Regions from separate parts of the Columba livia genome. Here region 1 is linked to region 2. A link is a contact called in public Hi-C data. All regions are on one chromosome and are shown on one strand. Each heading gives the region's core, a stretch centred on a gene start, on an enhancer-like site or on the middle of the called end of the contact. The rest is flanking DNA. Distances are from core to core; before and after follow the strand shown. Region 1 overlaps USP25 (ubiquitin specific peptidase 25). Region 2 overlaps USP25 (ubiquitin specific peptidase 25).

The links. Hi-C and Micro-C count contacts between places; a contact is called where the count stands out from the background.
Region 1: a Hi-C map of liver shows a contact between it and region 2, with 4 times the contacts expected there. The contact joins two enhancer-like sites. A contact is called at or near these places in 2 of 2 Hi-C or Micro-C datasets (crop and liver).

What each region holds. Positions count from the first base shown.
Region 1 is chr1:78,547,505-78,551,964 of bColLiv1.pat.W.v2, reverse strand. All of the region lies in intron 28 of USP25 (ubiquitin specific peptidase 25), which reads left to right. Among named protein-coding and RNA genes, the nearest start is that of USP25, 140 kb to the left of the region's middle. Within about 2 kb of position 2,259, at least 2 of the 3 cell types and tissues checked have an H3K27ac peak away from gene starts, as active enhancers do.
Region 2 is chr1:78,365,132-78,369,644 of bColLiv1.pat.W.v2, reverse strand. All of the region lies in intron 31 of USP25 (ubiquitin specific peptidase 25), which reads left to right. Among named protein-coding and RNA genes, the nearest start is that of USP25, 320 kb to the left of the region's middle. Within about 2 kb of position 2,219, at least 2 of the 3 cell types and tissues checked have an H3K27ac peak away from gene starts, as active enhancers do.

The DNA.
Region 1 (4,460 bases), core at 1,010-3,509, 180 kb before region 2:
GGGACTGATTACAATGGGAAACAAGTGATCTACTTCACTGCAGCGCTCAAGGAAAAGAAGTTTACCCCTGCTGCCGTTAACACCTTAAGTAAATCATGCACTTGTACATGTTCAAATGAACTTGCATTCTGGCTGCATAAGAAGATACAACAAATGCCCACTGGTATAATGGTTGGTCTGTGTTCAGTACTAGAAGCACAGAACTAATGCCTAGAATACAGAAGCTGAATTACTTGTTACTCCTAAGGGGAAAAAAAAAAAAGAAATATAGGCATTACTTCAGGTCACCACTGAGGTCACTGACGGCACAGCATGGGGGATTCAAGTATAGCAGCATGACTGCAACTAGCTCATGGCTATGAAAGAAATCTTCAGTCCCCATTGCTGGTGTATACTTAAATTGGAAGAAGCAAGAATACATCCTTTATTTAGTTAGTTACTTTTAAAAAATGGAAATAAAAAGAAAGCCTTAAAAATGAAATTTGAAAATAACCTTTTAAAAATAAACAGTGTTGGTCCTGCTGTATAGTATTCCATGAAGATGTCTGTTAAATTAGTAAAATCAAAGGTTAGTGGGTTGATGGGGAGACCCCTCTGCAATCTATGCACTGCTTGCTTTAACCATTAGATATGGTCCTGTTGTCAAACTGTAGTCCAGCTTTTATCATTCTTGGCAGACAGAACAGAACAACACTCTGGCACTTGACCTGCCCATAAAAACTTGAACAGGAAACAGCAATAAATAATCCACTCAAAAGGCCCTTGAGAAAAGCATTACACTTGATTCCTTACAGGAATTGCATACTCCTCCAGGGGGAAGGCGTGGGCTCTTTCAAAACATGGGCTTTGTTTTGTTAGCATTTTAAAAAATGTTTTACAATTAAATGTGTCAATGGTAGCTTGAAAGATTTATTTATATATATATATATATACACACACACACACACACACACACATATATATATATACACACACACACACATGTATGTCAGAGCTGAGGAAGGCATCAAAATTGTTTCCAGATTTAGTCCTTTTAATTAACAGAGAAATCAAGAAAGTTGTGCTGACCAAATACAAGGTAGTCTGTGGTTGCTGCTTGTATCCCTTAGTCAGCAGTCTCATGCCAGCCCTATTCCTGCTGAGATTTGCTGTTAGGACTGTCTCAGCACACTGGAATACTGCATTTATGTGCTTTACGGCTCTGTCTTTCTGCTTTTTCATAAGCAGAACATTGCGAACAGCTTCAATTTCTTAAAATTTTGGGAATTTGTGTAGTTTTCAACCAGACTGGAATGCATGAGTGATTTGGTAGCAAGAATGGGTAAAAACATTGGATTCTGTCTAGTATGTAGTTGTGAAGCTGTTGGTGTTGTCTACTTAATTTTTCATCAAATGTTCAAAAAGATTGCACTTGTATTGTGCGTCTTTTGCAAGCATCCACCCTTGATAGATACCTAATCTAGTTTGTTGAGAGGTTTACCCTTATACGAGTATTTAATTGCCTACACGGAATTCATTGGTTGGTGGAGAACTCATTTATTTATTTACTAATTTTCATGGTTATTGACTATGCAGAAGTTTCCACTAATGAGAATTCTTCCCCATTGTGAATCATTAATACATTAAGTACACTTAAAATTCCTGCAGTAATGATACAATGAGAATTGCTTAGCTGATTTAAATGACACAGATGTAGTACTAATTATACATTTTAAATTGGCAACAAACACAATTAATTCACTGATTATCTAAAACAAAAGTAAACTTTTTTATTATAGTAATTTACTATAATTTGTCACACAGCCATTTTCTTTGCATAATATTTATGCATTTGACAAACCTACAAAGAGATGTGTAATTAGACCTGTTTCATCCATCACTGGTTGCCTTTTAACCAGAGGTCTTACGTGAACAGCTTACAAAGACACTATCAGATTAACCAAATCATAATGTTGCCATTTTTTAAATCAACAAATGGATTTTTTTTTTTTGCTAGTAATTTCTGTGGATTATTAAAATGGAATGGTTTTAATTTAACTTACAGTACTTGCAGGTATTTCAGAGGGCTGTTGTTTGGACAGTGGTTTGATTGTCTGTAGCTTACCAGATCTGTCTGTGTTTAGATTGCAAATTCTTTTGGAAAATTGGAAACAAAATTCATTTTTTGAAGGGAAAAGACCCCAGAGAAAACCCAACAAAACAAAACTTTCCCTCCACTCAACCAGCAACAAGCACCTCTCTAAATGCTTTGTGTTCAGGAAAGTTTAGAATCATTTGTCCTGGAGTGAGGCCATTATAATACATAATTTTCATTCAAGCCTAGATTTTGGGCATTAAAAACCTGAAAGTGTCCATATTCATCCCTGTTACCAGGTCATTAGCTTGCTTATTAAATACTGGCTTTAGAAAGTTTTATACTGGTGCCCATAGTGTCACTGAAATTTTCCAGATGCATGGCATCATTAAAATAATCTTCAGAGTCCATTTTAACACAGAATAGACAGACACTTCTTGTAAGAGATTCTAATTGTTGGCTCTGGTATAATTATTTCAACTGAATGTACCACCAGAAATTAAAACAAACAAACAAGAACAAAGAAAAATCCAAACCAAAACACAAACCAACACTCCCCCAGCCACCCCCCAACCCAAAACAACCAAAATGCCCTCCCTCAGATGCTCATGCTTTGTTTTCAATGTCACACTTCAACAGGAAGCATGCGTATTACTCATGTTTTTACAGATTAAAAGACCTTTCAGTTAATGTAGAAATGATCTACATTTTCAGCTAGTGGCACTGTTGTAGCCACCATGGGTTAAGGAAGAAAATTTTATCAGAACATGTAATACCATTTTATCTGTGCCTTCCTCATGCTTGAGGTCCCTCATTCTTGTTAAACCCTTAGTTTTGTTCTTCATTAAATGGTTCTAAGTCAGAAATTTAGGCTTTTGCTTTTTCTAGGTATATGTTTAATGGGTTTCTGAGTTTAAAATTGAAAAATCCTAGTAATGATTTTTTCCATGCTTACAATTATTATTAATTCCCAAGAAATAATAACATACCTACTTGGAGAATGAGATCTACTAGAGAGAATCCAGAATTTAGTCTCCTTGAACACTGTCAACTGTGCTGCCAGCAGCAGCACACTCATCCTCAGTGATCACAGGTGCATTGGAAGGAGATGCACCTCCATTCCCTCTTCTAGCATGTTCATTGCCCCTCACCATCTGTCTCCAGCTGGAATGACAATCGCAGGCCAGGGACTACTCTTCCATCTGTGATCCCAAACCCCCAAAATGTTATTAAAAAAAATATAAAATCCTAAACCCCAACCCAAACTTGTATTATATTTCTGACAACAAATCACCTGCTTACTGAGGAAAAGCATTTATTTTTGTTTTATAAAGCCTATCTATGGGCTTGGTGACAAGCACTTCCACAGTGTGTTTTCTCCCTAATTTCATTTTATTTATGGTGAGTGTAAAGGTATGGACATGCAGTTATTTGGGAACAATTAAGATTTCCTTTTAAGAGCAGAAAATAGCTATTTCATTATGTAGTATAATTCCACTGTATTGTACCTTTAAAAAGAAATGTGCAGTTGTTGAACTGCTAAACTATATGTGTCACCGATTTATCTTGTTACCAAAGAGATCTCATGTGTCACTTGGCAGAATGACAGCTTTTTTTCCCAAGTCTATTGTATAATGGTGTTTTGTTAGCTGTTTTTGTTTTATAAATACTGTACTAAAGGGATCTCTGAAGATCAAGATTTTTGATGCAATATTTTTCTTTGCTGTTCTTTGATGTTGACCTTCCCCCACTCCCATCACAGCAACAAGCACAGTATTTTGTTCTCAGAAAATTACCAATTCTGTATCAGGAAAAAAGCATTTATTTTTCATGTCAGAGTTTGTGCAAGCAAGCTGACTCCATTCCAGCAGACTCCTCACTGAAACTCTTCTGAAACAATTTACCCGGGAAACCTAGGTTTGTGAGTATGTTCTTTATTTGAAAATCTGCAAAGAGACTCCAGTGCTGTCATTCTTCATGTGTTTAACTACATAAGCTCGCAATACTGCCATTGGTATATGTTCTTTTTCCTTCTGACAACTTCCCCTTCTAGCAAAAGCAGTGACGCAAGCTCTTTCCCTCTACTTTTAGAGTGAGAAGCTTCTCCTGTAATATTTAATTGAAATCCCTCTTATTGAGAAATAATTGAATAAGTTCTTATTCTATTTTGGCAGTTACGGAGAGAAATTATTTGTTGCCTGCTTTATAACAAGTTCTGCATACTGGAAGACTGCTTTTAAGACCTTCCTCCTGCTTAATCTTCTTTTTACTAAAGAAATGCAGTTCCCTTAACGTTTCTTCCCAGATCATGTTTGTGAAACGTCTTGTAAGTCGTTAGGTTTCCCTCAGGGTTCTCTGCAGTTTCTCTGCCTTTCACAAGGAGAAA
Region 2 (4,513 bases), core at 970-3,469:
TTTAAGTTTTTATATTTTGCGCCATTAATAGGTTGTATTTCTTCTTTGAAGCAGGAAATGATTTATTTTTTATTTAATCCACTATTTATCTTCATAGCAAGAGTGATTAATTCCTGAAACAAACTGTCAAAAATTGTGCCCTTTACCTGATATAAATTTGACTAGCTTCAGCTTTGAGCCATTGTCTTCTGCTGGAACTTAGAGATGGTAGTTTTCTATAATCACTGCTATGTATTTGTTCAAGTCAGCTAATATAGATTTAATATCTCTTAAGACTTTCACTGTAAGAACTGTCCGGTATTCATTTTTTTGTTGCTCTTATTTCACCTCTGTCTAATTTTTTCACATCCTTTTCAAAATATACAGGAATTTTGAAACATTGCTGTAGGATTGCTACAGATACTGCAGCTGGAGGAAAAAGCAGTTGTCTGTAATTACTACTTTACTGGCCCTTTAAATGTTGCAGGATTGTGCTAAACTCTTTATGCTGGGACCTTTATTTTTCACTTAAAACCATTTTGACCTGATTCGTATTAAAAATTCCTTGTTACATTTACTTTTCCCGTTCCTTCAGATGTTAGGAGTAACTTACTTTTGTGGTGCATTCTGCTTGTATTTTCAGTTGATGTGAATGTGCAATCTCAGAAGAATATCAAACTACAATGAAAAGTTTATGAAAAGGTCTTTTGAAATATACTGTATCCAGAGGTTTTCTTCAGTTCAAATGGCGTTGATTTGGGATGCCAGGCATCTAGTACACATCCATATGAACTGGACTTAGATTATTGGTTTATATAGAGGAGCTGGTTATGAAAAGTGAAATATGCAGGAATATTAACCATAAGTGTGAAGGACAAGTGTGTCTGGCTGCTTGATTTTATATTAATAGAAAGTAGTCATATCACTATATTATTGAAAAGCAGTAATCCACCAGCGTATTTCAACTGGAACAGGTAACAGAGGCCTAGATTTTCTATGAAATACTTTGAGCTTCATTGTAATGGCATTCCTGAAGCCAAGCTTGATGGCAATACTTTGGCTTTCCCCCTCTCTCCTTCCAAAGGCTTCAAAATCGTAATTTCTTTCCATCCTGCTTATGTTTCCTCCTTTTACTAGGAATCCTTTGTTAGGTCTTGGTTCCTTTCTCTCATTTCTTATGTGCCTAAGGTCAGTTTCTTTTTCACTGTCCTTGTTTTCTCTCAAACTTTTGTTTTTCCATAAAAATCCAGGTAATTTCTTTTGTTTGTTTGTTTTATTTTTGTGATTTTTTTTTTTCCCCCATCACTGTACTGATCTGTTTTGTATATCTGGAGAAAACATTGCTCTACTTTGTCTTTCTACCTAAAAACTCAAAATCATGAAACAAAAAAGTATTTGAATCTGTACTTGTAGGATAGTGGAAGCCAGCTGTCCAAACAGACCATGTATTTGGTCATAAATTTATTGAAAGATGTGTGTGTTTTATTAATAAGAATGTGCATTTTTTGATATTTTCTTTGCAGTCAGCATAGAGCTGAGTATAGACCCACTTAATCATTCTGAACACTAATATTAGTAGAATAAGAGTGAAGTCCTCTTTTTATAATATATGACATTTTCTTCTGGAAAATTTATTTCAAAAATAAGAAGTTAAGGAAATAAAAGGTGAACAATCTTTGGCTAGAATCTATGGATGAGTTACTTCTAAAGGTAGATATCCTGCAAAGCAGTCCCCATTCACCAGATTACATGATTTTTATATTGCCTGGACTTTGCTGACAAAAACTTTCCTACTCTTACCAATAGAAGCAATTGTTAGATCCCACTTTAAAGGCAATTTAGTCTATATATAATATAGTATGTATTGCCTGCAATGTTTTTGCTGTAGATGGTATCCTGAATTTTTCATAAGTAGAGAAGTCTGCACGCTGTATATTTTTTGTCAAACAATTATGCACAAGATGTTTTCCATTTTTTTAATTTCTTTGTAGTCCTTTAAAAATTTTAATTATTAGCATATATTGTAAAAGTTTAAGTTTATTATGCAATTGAAAGTTACCCAGTAATTTCTGTTTGGGAATTATTCTTAGAAAAAGACAATGACTGGAAATAACACCCATATTTCTCAAATTTGACAAAATTATAGTATACTGAAAAAAGAAACAATATGGGATGATGTGTTTAAAAAAAAATACTTGGGGGATATACCGATCAATGTTGATCTTAGCTGTTAGTAGCAAACTTTGTCCTTTGGTTTGTCATTAAATCGAAGGAAACTGGAATAATTCTACCTCTGAAAAAAAATGGCATTTCCCTCTTACGGAAAAACACAAATATAAAGAATGCTATTGTTTGCTGCACATGTGGCAAACAGTCTGGTTAATATTAAGTTGAAGTTACTGCCATCTGGTGGGGAAAGCTGTATTATATCAGTGCAGTTGGCAGCAGTTCTGTTAGGGTTACTTTGGATGTATGCATGTGAAGATTGTGTGTGTGTATGATACACAACAATACAGAGATACATACAGATATATCTTTAAATAATGTTAGCATTTGAAGTTGATATTAAAAGAATTTGAAAATATACAGTGATATAGAATGGCCCACTGCAACAGAGATTACTCAAGGGTATGAAAATTTGTGAAAGCAAATAAGGAAAACGTAAAAGGTAGAGCAGATAGACAGGCAAAATGTATGTGGTGTTACTGCCAGCGCACCTGCAATTCTGGCCTAGATTAATATAGATAATCATGTACAAAACTTGTCCTGGAAAGATTCCTTTCTGCTTTGCACAGCTGGAGATTTTACATTTTGTGCAGTGTTCCATGTAGCATTTCCCATGTTAGAGATGACCACTAATTTTGCTGCAAAAACAGCTGGGCTAGCTCTGCCTTAGTGTTCCACTCTGTACTTTACATTCACTCTGGTACAGGAAGTTTGCTTCTCCTTGAGTCTTGACATACTTGTGTTTATTACCTGACTCTTGAAGGATCAGCCCAATCGTAATGGGTTGGTATGAGCAGTGCATCACGGGAGTCTGTGGGGCATCTTACACATACAAAATAATTAGGCTGTCTTCTCAAGGAGCTAACACTTTCATGTTAGATGTAACAGTGCAGTCAATAATAGGCAAGGTGGTAATAGAAGAGGAGAGATTGAGTTGGGGGAGGCAGTGTCAGATACCCATCTTTAGTAATAAGTTGCTTGGTAACCATATGAGAATAATAACTAGTATCCAGAACTTGTTCTTATTTCGTTGTTATAGTGTCCAAAGGCTCCAAACAAGATGAGGTCTGCTTTATGTACAAATCTTAGATAGGTTTTTTCTGTGTTGCATGCTATGTTTTTTTCTGGTAGAGAACAGTAGAAGTGGTCCTTTGCTCTTAGTCTGCAGAATAAATTGCCATTTTCTCTGCTAAGTAGGCATGTCCTATCAGGTTTGTATCAAAAGTGTATTTTCAACTGGCATCTTCTCATGCCAGTCAAAGGAAAGTTAGGGGAATCCAAGAGTCTCTTAGGGTGCATAATATGTGTGGTCAAATTCCCAGCACTGCTGTGTTGTCCAAAGCTGTCCAGCTTCTTCTCCAGAGCTGTCAGTGTGCAGGTGCTGAGGTTGGCTGAGGAGGCACACAGACCTTCAGTGTAGGTCAGGCCTGACTGTCACCAGGCCCTCGGTGCCATCATGTTATGGCTGTCATCCTGTACTTTCTTACAAGAGATATAAGAGGTACAAGAAGTACAGGAGATATATTATTCTGATGACATTCTCTCCACTGTCTCTTTTGTGGAACATTTTTCATCTGTAGAAATCTTGCTTTTGTGGGCTTTCTAATGCTGTAGTCTACAGCAACATTTTGTTTCTTTGGCTGTTTGCTGGTCTCAGTTGTGACATCCCAAAGAGGCCTGCTGAGTTCTTGTCTGATTCCAAGTCACTTTCCTGTAGACCAACTAGTTTGAATTGCAGGAGCTCACCTGGTTGATAAGGTTTGGAGTTCTAATTCCTATATAGGTGGATTTCTGCTCCTGTCCTATACAGAACAGCTTATGACATTCTTGGTTTATACATTTGCAAAGTGCTTGGTCAGGTCTGGTTTGTGTGGAAGCCATATTCTTGCTCTCAAGGCCATGAAAACTCTGTTTTCAAAAACACACGTGAAGGGTCCCTACAATTTTGTGAATTCCTTGATCCTTGAATCTAAACAAACAAAAAAGCTAATGATAGTGACTTTCTGCACATCTCTTCAACATTACTGAATGGGTTAAGTGTGGTTGCAGAAAAACATATTTCTCATCTCTCATCATTCTTGTTTATTTTGTTTAAAATTCTTTTTCACTTGGTTGGGTTTTGCTACCTGTTTTAGTTTTTTCTTTGTATCTTGTCTTCTTCCTTTTTCTGAACTCTCTAGGAGTCGGAATCCTGCCCAGATAAGGTCTTTCAAAAGGAAAACCATTGACCTTGTAATCCTGTCATTCTGCTTTCGAGACTACATGGCACATGCAGGTGTCTGATTTCTTCACAGGTTTTAGAGGAAGT